Regions from separate parts of the Mus musculus genome. Here region 2 is linked to region 1. Evidence: chromatin contacts called from public promoter capture Hi-C data. All regions are on one chromosome and are shown on one strand. Each heading gives the region's core, a stretch centred on a gene start, on an enhancer-like site or on the middle of the called end of the contact. The rest is flanking DNA. Distances are from core to core; before and after follow the strand shown. Region 1 holds the start of Gfm2 (G elongation factor, mitochondrial 2). Region 2 holds the start of Mrps27 (mitochondrial ribosomal protein S27).

Region 1 (3,381 bases), core at 125-2,624:
TCCAGGACAGCCAGAGCTAAAAGAGAAACCCTGTCTCGAAAAACCAAAAAAAAAAAAAAAAAAAAAGAATGTTATTTTTCTAAAACACAATTTACATAAAACAAGATTTGCCAATTTTAGTTGTGGGTGTGTAGTTGTAATTCCTGCCCAATCATAAATTTCTGTATCCATTATATTCAAGATGGCATATTGATTTTTCCACCCCAGAATGTTCCTTTGTGCTACTCTAAGGTCTTCTTTTCCCATCTTCAACCTTATATTTGTATGGTTTACTCTGCCCAGTGAGTAGAATCTACAGGACACACATCCTTTTGCATCTGGCTTTTTTTAACTAGAATATATCCATTTATGTCTACCAGCTCTTAAGTACTTTATAGCACTTGGCCATATCCCAGTGTGTGGATATAAACTCATTTCTTTATCCATTTACCATATGATGTATATCTGGACTGTTCATTTTTTTCCATTGGTGATTAGGAATAAAGTTGTAATAAATATAGATGAATTCAGACCTTTGCTTGGAAACTGTCTACTGCTGTGTTATCTTCCAAAGTTGGTGTATTATTTTGCATGTTGTCAGTACTATATGGGATCCCATTTGTGTTTTAAATTGTTTCATTGTTAACAATGAAACTGTAGTCAGCATCTAGTTAGATTTGAACCCTCAAAACCAACCAACCTAATAAACAAACAGGCACAAAACCCAGCTCAGAGATTAAAACTAGGTAACAAAACCCTTATGGGTGTTGTTTTCAACTGCTATCACATAAACTTTGCAGCAACTACAAAGAAGGTTTATGGCATTCCACTTTGAAGAGAAACATCCAGTATAATGAGAATGGCAGGTCTGGTAATTCATATATAAAGAGAATGTTTTGTTCCGCAACTCATTCGCTGTTTGGCTTTTTGCAAAGAATATAGTATACTGAGCATTAAAACGGTGTGATGCGACTATAAAGTTATTATCACAAGTCTCAACTGCATTCCATTAGGTTGGCACTGACGCCACGGTAGCAAGATCAGGACTTTTATAGTGAACTCTTGTCTCATCCCAAGATTTGTGTTCCGGGTCCAGAAGCTGCATCTCACGCCAAGGCATCTCAGTTCCGCCTACCACGGTCCTCTCTCCCCGACAGCCCAACCACGCTAACCCCAGGCCCTTCGTCGCCCGCGTCCGAGGAGGCCTCCTTACCATGATGACAGCCGCGGAGCACCGGTCCGCGACCTCCCGGGTCTCAAAAAACTCTTAATTTCTGGATGTCACTGGTCCACGAGCCTGCCTCGTTCAGCCCAGGACGGGAAAGGGTAGTCCTTTAAGAAGGCCGAGTGGAGCGCAAGCGCCGCACAGCAGTTCCGTGACGTCTTTCCGTTCCTAGGCAGATGGGCGGAAATTGACAGCAGGAGAATTTTAGCTGAGACGCCACCGGAACTGCTTAGAGGGCGGAAGGTGCTTATGGAGCTTTTGTAAGCTGGGAGATCCGCGGGTTCCTTCTGCGGGTATGAGGGTGTCTGAGGTGGTGGGATGTGGTACCGTGTTGCCGGTTCCTCTCTTACTCCCCGGCGGACACTAGCAGAACCAGCCAGGCGCCCTGTGCGTGCCGCGGTCTTGCTGGTCTGCCACTGCTGACCTCGTAGCTGCTACTGACAGCGGGTTCCAGACGAGCACTCCCCGGCCTCCGGGCCCCGTCTGCCGGGTCACGGACGTGTTGCTTCATCCATTATGGAGGGCGACTGATTTGTTAGTCTGTTTCTGTCTCTCCTGTTGCTAGCGGATGCACAATTGGTTGAGATATGTTATATGGAAAATAAAACTACTGGCCAGGCCAGGAAAGCAAAAGGTACTTGGTTTTTGTGGACGCCCAGGACTTTCCCCCTAAGCTCTTGAGAAATCCTGTGTAATTAAGGGCAGTTTTTACCTTTTAGAAATCTGTGTGGTTTTTCCACCTTATTATTATTATTTTTTTTTTAAGATTTATTTATTTATTATATGTAAGTACACTGTAGCTGTCTTCAGACACTCCAGAAGAGGGAGTCAGATATCGTGATCGGATGGTTGTGAGCCACCATGTGGTTGCTGGGATTTGAACTCCTGACCTTCGGAAGAGCAGTCGGGTGCTCTTACCCACTGAGCCATCTCACCAGCCCTTATTATTTTTTTTTTTAAATGTGTAGTGCGTACCTGGTGCCCTCCGAGGCCAGAACAGGGTGTTGAATCATAAAAGATGGTTGGGGGGGCTAGTGGTTGCTGGGAATTGAACCTGGTCCTCTAGAAGGGCAGCCAAACTTAACCTCTGAGCCATCTCGTCAGTCCCCAGTTTTATCCTTGTACTGTAGTCACAGAAGTTCACTAGCTCCAATTTGGAACTACCAAAATTGAAAAGTACATCTCAAGAAGCCCTAGCACTTGGAGTCAAGCTGTTGCTTTTTTTTTTTTTTTTAAACATCCCTTCCTTTTTTGATGTTTTCGAGATAGTGTTTCCCTGTGTAGAGCTGGCTGTCCTGGAACTTGCTTCGCAAACAAGACTGGCCTCAAACTCAACAAAGGTCCGCCTGCCTCTGCCTCCAGAGTGCTGAAATTAAAGATGTGCACCACAACCGCTGGGCTTCAAACTATCATTTAAGTCCCCATAGTATAATGTTTTTGTTTGTTTGTTTGTTTAAATCAGAGCTAGCGCTGATTAGCATTCGTGTATTTTCAGGTGCAGTAAATTACGCAATTTCTCAAGCTAGAGTATGCTCCCTCTTCCCACATTGACTCCCTTACCTACTTTAGTTTTTTTTTTAGTTTTAATTTCACAGTTTTAGTGAAGCCTCCCTTGACACCATAACTGCTCCATTTCCCTTCCTTTCTGCAACATCGATGACAGTAGGATGTTGTATATTTCAGCCCCTCCCCCTAGTAGCCCTTGAGTTGGCTAGAGTCTGTGTGAGCACAGTCGTTGTTGTTGTTCACTGCTTTAGTTCAAATACTCCAAAAGCAATTTTAGACACACTTTTTATTAAATATGTGGGTTTAATTCTCATTCAGACCTGTGCTGTCATAGATGAAAGACGGAAACTGAGATTTCTAGTGATGTATCCAAGATTTCAGAAGACCCGAGAGTCCAGCAGCAATCTTCTAGTAGTAAAACATAGATATATTTAAAGACTCATCCAGACAGGAAATAGATGTACTATAGGCGTTTGTCTCGATGGGTTTTCAGAGCACACGTATTTAATCAGCTTCCGGATTAAGAAATCCCTTTAGCTGAGTCTGATTCCTTCTCTCTCTCTCTTTTGTTTGTTTGTTTGTTTGTTTTTCGAGACAGGGTTTCTCTGTGTAGCCTTGGCTATCCTGGAACTCACTCTGTAGACCAGGCTTGCCTCAAACTCAGAAATCCG
Region 2 (3,241 bases), core at 1-2,500, 2.2 Mb after region 1:
AAACATCTCCAGTCAAGTATTGAATGCAAGTCTTACATTTGAAAGAGGTAGGGATTGATGGAGTGTGAAGACTGGTTGACAAGATGAGCTATGAAGAACAAATGGGCATTTGCTATCTAGTTGGGGGCTAGCAATGCAGACACCTACACACACACACACACACACTGCAGACACCTACACACACACACACACACACACACACACACACTTTTGCTTGGTTTATTTTGGGAGAAACATGAAATATTGGGAAAAGCTATATCATGACTTCCAGTTTTGAAACTTCGGCACTGAAGATAGCCTTTCAGATCTGGACTCAGTAACCCTAGATCAGAAATCACTGACCACAGATCAGCAAGTCTGGAATGTACCCTTCTGCATCGTTGGCTGTGCATGAGATAAAAACAGATGAACCGTGCACTGAGATCTGACACAGTAAGGTAGTAACAAAAATAGTTGTTTATGAAAAGGCAGTCCTGTGACGCTGTCAGATCTGGGTCTTTAGTTCAAATACAGCATCTGCCAGCTCCCTGTGACCTTGGGCGAGTGACAACCTTGTCTACTTCCTATTCTGTAAATGAAGAAGGGTACCTCTGTCACTGGATGCTATGTGTGTGTGTGCGCGCCCACATTATAATAATTTTATTATCAATAGCAGTCACGCCTTCAGAAAGGCGGTAAGGAATAATTTGGGGGATGAGGACGCCTGCCTCGAGTCTTTGAGAATGTAAGCAGCACAGCTTGGGTTCCCATCTCTTAAACTCCGCACCAAAACCTTGCAGAAAAGGACACCCGACGACTGAGGTATGTTCTCGAAGAGCAACTTGGACCTTTGCAAGTGCAGTCCCTAGCTGCCCTTTGCTTTCCAGGCACAGAGCAGAGGGGTTCACAGTCCGGAAGCAAACCGGGCTGCTCACGCGTGCAGCAAAAGGGAAAGGGCGCACGAGCCTCCTCCAAAAAGAGAGGCCGCGGTGGGCTCACGCTCCCTTCTCTTCCACCCTCCCTCCTTCCAGGCGTGCGGCCGCTCGTACCTCCGAGAGTGCAGCGGCAGCAGGCGGAGCCTGAGCCCGTCACCCCGGGATGCAGCGAAGGACGCGGCACCCGCAGGCGTTCCAGGGGCCGAAACACTGTAGCCATGTTGTTCCGGGCCGGGCTGCACCATCTGCGGGACCCGGGCAGGGGGGACCTCTGAGGTGGTAGGACCACTTCCGGCGGAGGCGGGCTCTGTGCCTGTCCCCCCACGCCCGCCTTCCACTTGGTGCGCTCCAAGATGGCGGCTCCCATGGTGCGGTGTGGGATGCTCCTGGCTCGGCGACTAGACGCGTCTCGCCTTTGCCTCGCAGGTTGGTGGCTGCTGCCTTGGAGCTGCAGCTCCATTTAGGCCTCCCAGCACGCTGTTTATTGAAGGAAGGGGGTGATGGGCTTCCAGGAAGCGCATAAGTGCGTCTGGGATCCGGTTGCTAGAGAAGCCGTTTAGGGTATTGGTAACCCAGAAAGGAAAAATAATCCCTCTTCTTTAAGGCTAGTACCCGCCATTCCAAACTTTTGAAAAGTAGGGGAAGGCTGTAGCATGAGGTTCTGCGTATGTCTTGCAAGTTTAATGTATTAAATTAGTAGACTTCTTGGTGATCATGAAAAACCCAAATATGTTCACTCCGTGGGCTAGAACAGTTTTCTTCCCCTGAGATTTCTTTGGAGGGTCATCAGGCAAAAGTTTTCCCTCACTGCCTTGTACTTGATGACCCGAACCCTTGGTCTTCATCTCCTGAAAGAATTTTTCAACACTAGCCTCACTTTACCTGGTGACCTTGGCCACAACTTCTGCCTGACATTTCTTTTTTTTTTTTTTTTTCCACCAGTAGGTAAACAAGCAGAGCGATTTGATGGCTTGAGTTGAATCACATAATCACTCAAAGCCTTTTTAGGGTACCTAATGGTGAAAATACGTTTTGAAGTTTTTGCAAAACCCGAGTTTGTAGTGCTTACAATCTCGTAATCCTTGAAGATGTGCCAGATAACAGAAGTAAAATGAACTAACCACACTTGGATGTTTGCAATGCTGCTTGTTTTCAATCAGACTCCCTTAACACCAGTCACAAAAAGAGAAGCAATGCTCACTTGCTCTCACTCCTGTAAGTGTACAGCCATTTAAAAACTCCACAGTTGTCCTCAAGAGTTTTCTAAAGATAAAGTGTTTGAACTACCTGGCAAGAACACTTCATATCACACATTTGACAAATTGATACGAACAATATTTGGCACTAAGAGTGCTTTGTAGAGCTATTTGGCATATTTAATTGTGATTGGTAGTAAATTCTTTGAAGTTTCATAAGACCCACACTAGTAGATACAGGAGAGTAAGTTGGTTGCTTATAATGGCTGGGGCAACTATTGTAACAAAGGAATGGAAACTACACAGAGCAACTTGAGAGAACCTTTACTTTGGCAGTTTATACTCTGAAGCTATCCCAACTTGGTAGTTGCTAGTACTTGTAGCTATTTAAATTTAAGTTGAAGATAAATAAGATTAAAAACTAAGTTTCTTCACGGCAGTTAGTGTTTTATGTGGTCAGTACATCCATGTAGCTGATGTCTTTTGTCTTGGACAATTTAAAATGTAACATTTTTATTTCTACAGAAGTTTTTTGGACACTGCATTAGACCACAGATGGAGGCTATAGGAAGGCAATATAAGTACATCAGTGTATAAATACCCTAATTCAAGTACTCAGCTTGTACAAATTCATGACAGATGAGTCAGTATATGCAACACTTTAAGACTTCTACATAGTCTACTTAAAATAGGATGAAAGAATACAGCCCAAATGATCAAAAAGATAGAAGAAAAATGAACTGAGATAGAGCAACAACAGGTATGTGAAAAGGACAGGGGAAGGAAACTTACTGGGTACCATAATTCGTAGACAGGCATTAGTGAGCCTTAACCACCCTGCTGATAGGTGGTATCCCTCATTTTGTGTATGATGAAAAAGATACAGAGGTGTATGATCTGCCCAATCTTCATAGCATTTATTATTGGCACCACAAGGGCTAAAAGTTAAATTGTGCTGCTAAAGCTTGTCTATTTTCACAATCACATTATTTTCTTATTTTAAAAACAAAACAAACAAACAAAATGCTTGGAGACATTTTGAATGGCACGTGCAGAGGGGGACTGGCAAGGCCCAGACCTAAGCCTGTGAGTCTGAAGACTCTTACTCATTCAGATGTGTTTTGAGCACTT

What was found. Promoter capture Hi-C pulls out the DNA fragments that hold promoters and counts their contacts.
Region 2: a contact with region 1 is called in a promoter capture Hi-C map of liver, with 2.8 times the contacts expected there. The contact joins the promoter of Mrps27 here to the promoter of Gfm2 in region 1. A contact is called at or near these places in 2 of 39 promoter capture datasets (liver and pre-B cells) and 1 of 484 Hi-C or Micro-C datasets (regulatory T cells).

Annotation. Positions count from the first base shown.
Region 1 is chr13:97,136,563-97,139,943 of GRCm38.p6, forward strand. It overlaps Gfm2 (G elongation factor, mitochondrial 2), which reads left to right and starts at 1,375. Exons shown (of 21, transcript NM_177266.5): 1 at 1,375-1,497. Nsa2 (NSA2 ribosome biogenesis homolog) reads right to left here and starts at 1,364. Exons shown (of 6, transcript NM_021552.5): 1 at 1,193-1,364. The coding sequence starts at 1,195.
Region 2 is chr13:99,343,536-99,346,776 of GRCm38.p6, forward strand. Mrps27 (mitochondrial ribosomal protein S27) reads left to right here and starts at 1,251. Exons shown (of 11, transcript NM_173757.3): 1 at 1,251-1,340. The coding sequence starts at 1,268. Ptcd2 (pentatricopeptide repeat domain 2) reads right to left here and starts at 1,143. Exons shown (of 10, transcript NM_026873.2): 1 at 1,029-1,143. The coding sequence starts at 1,134.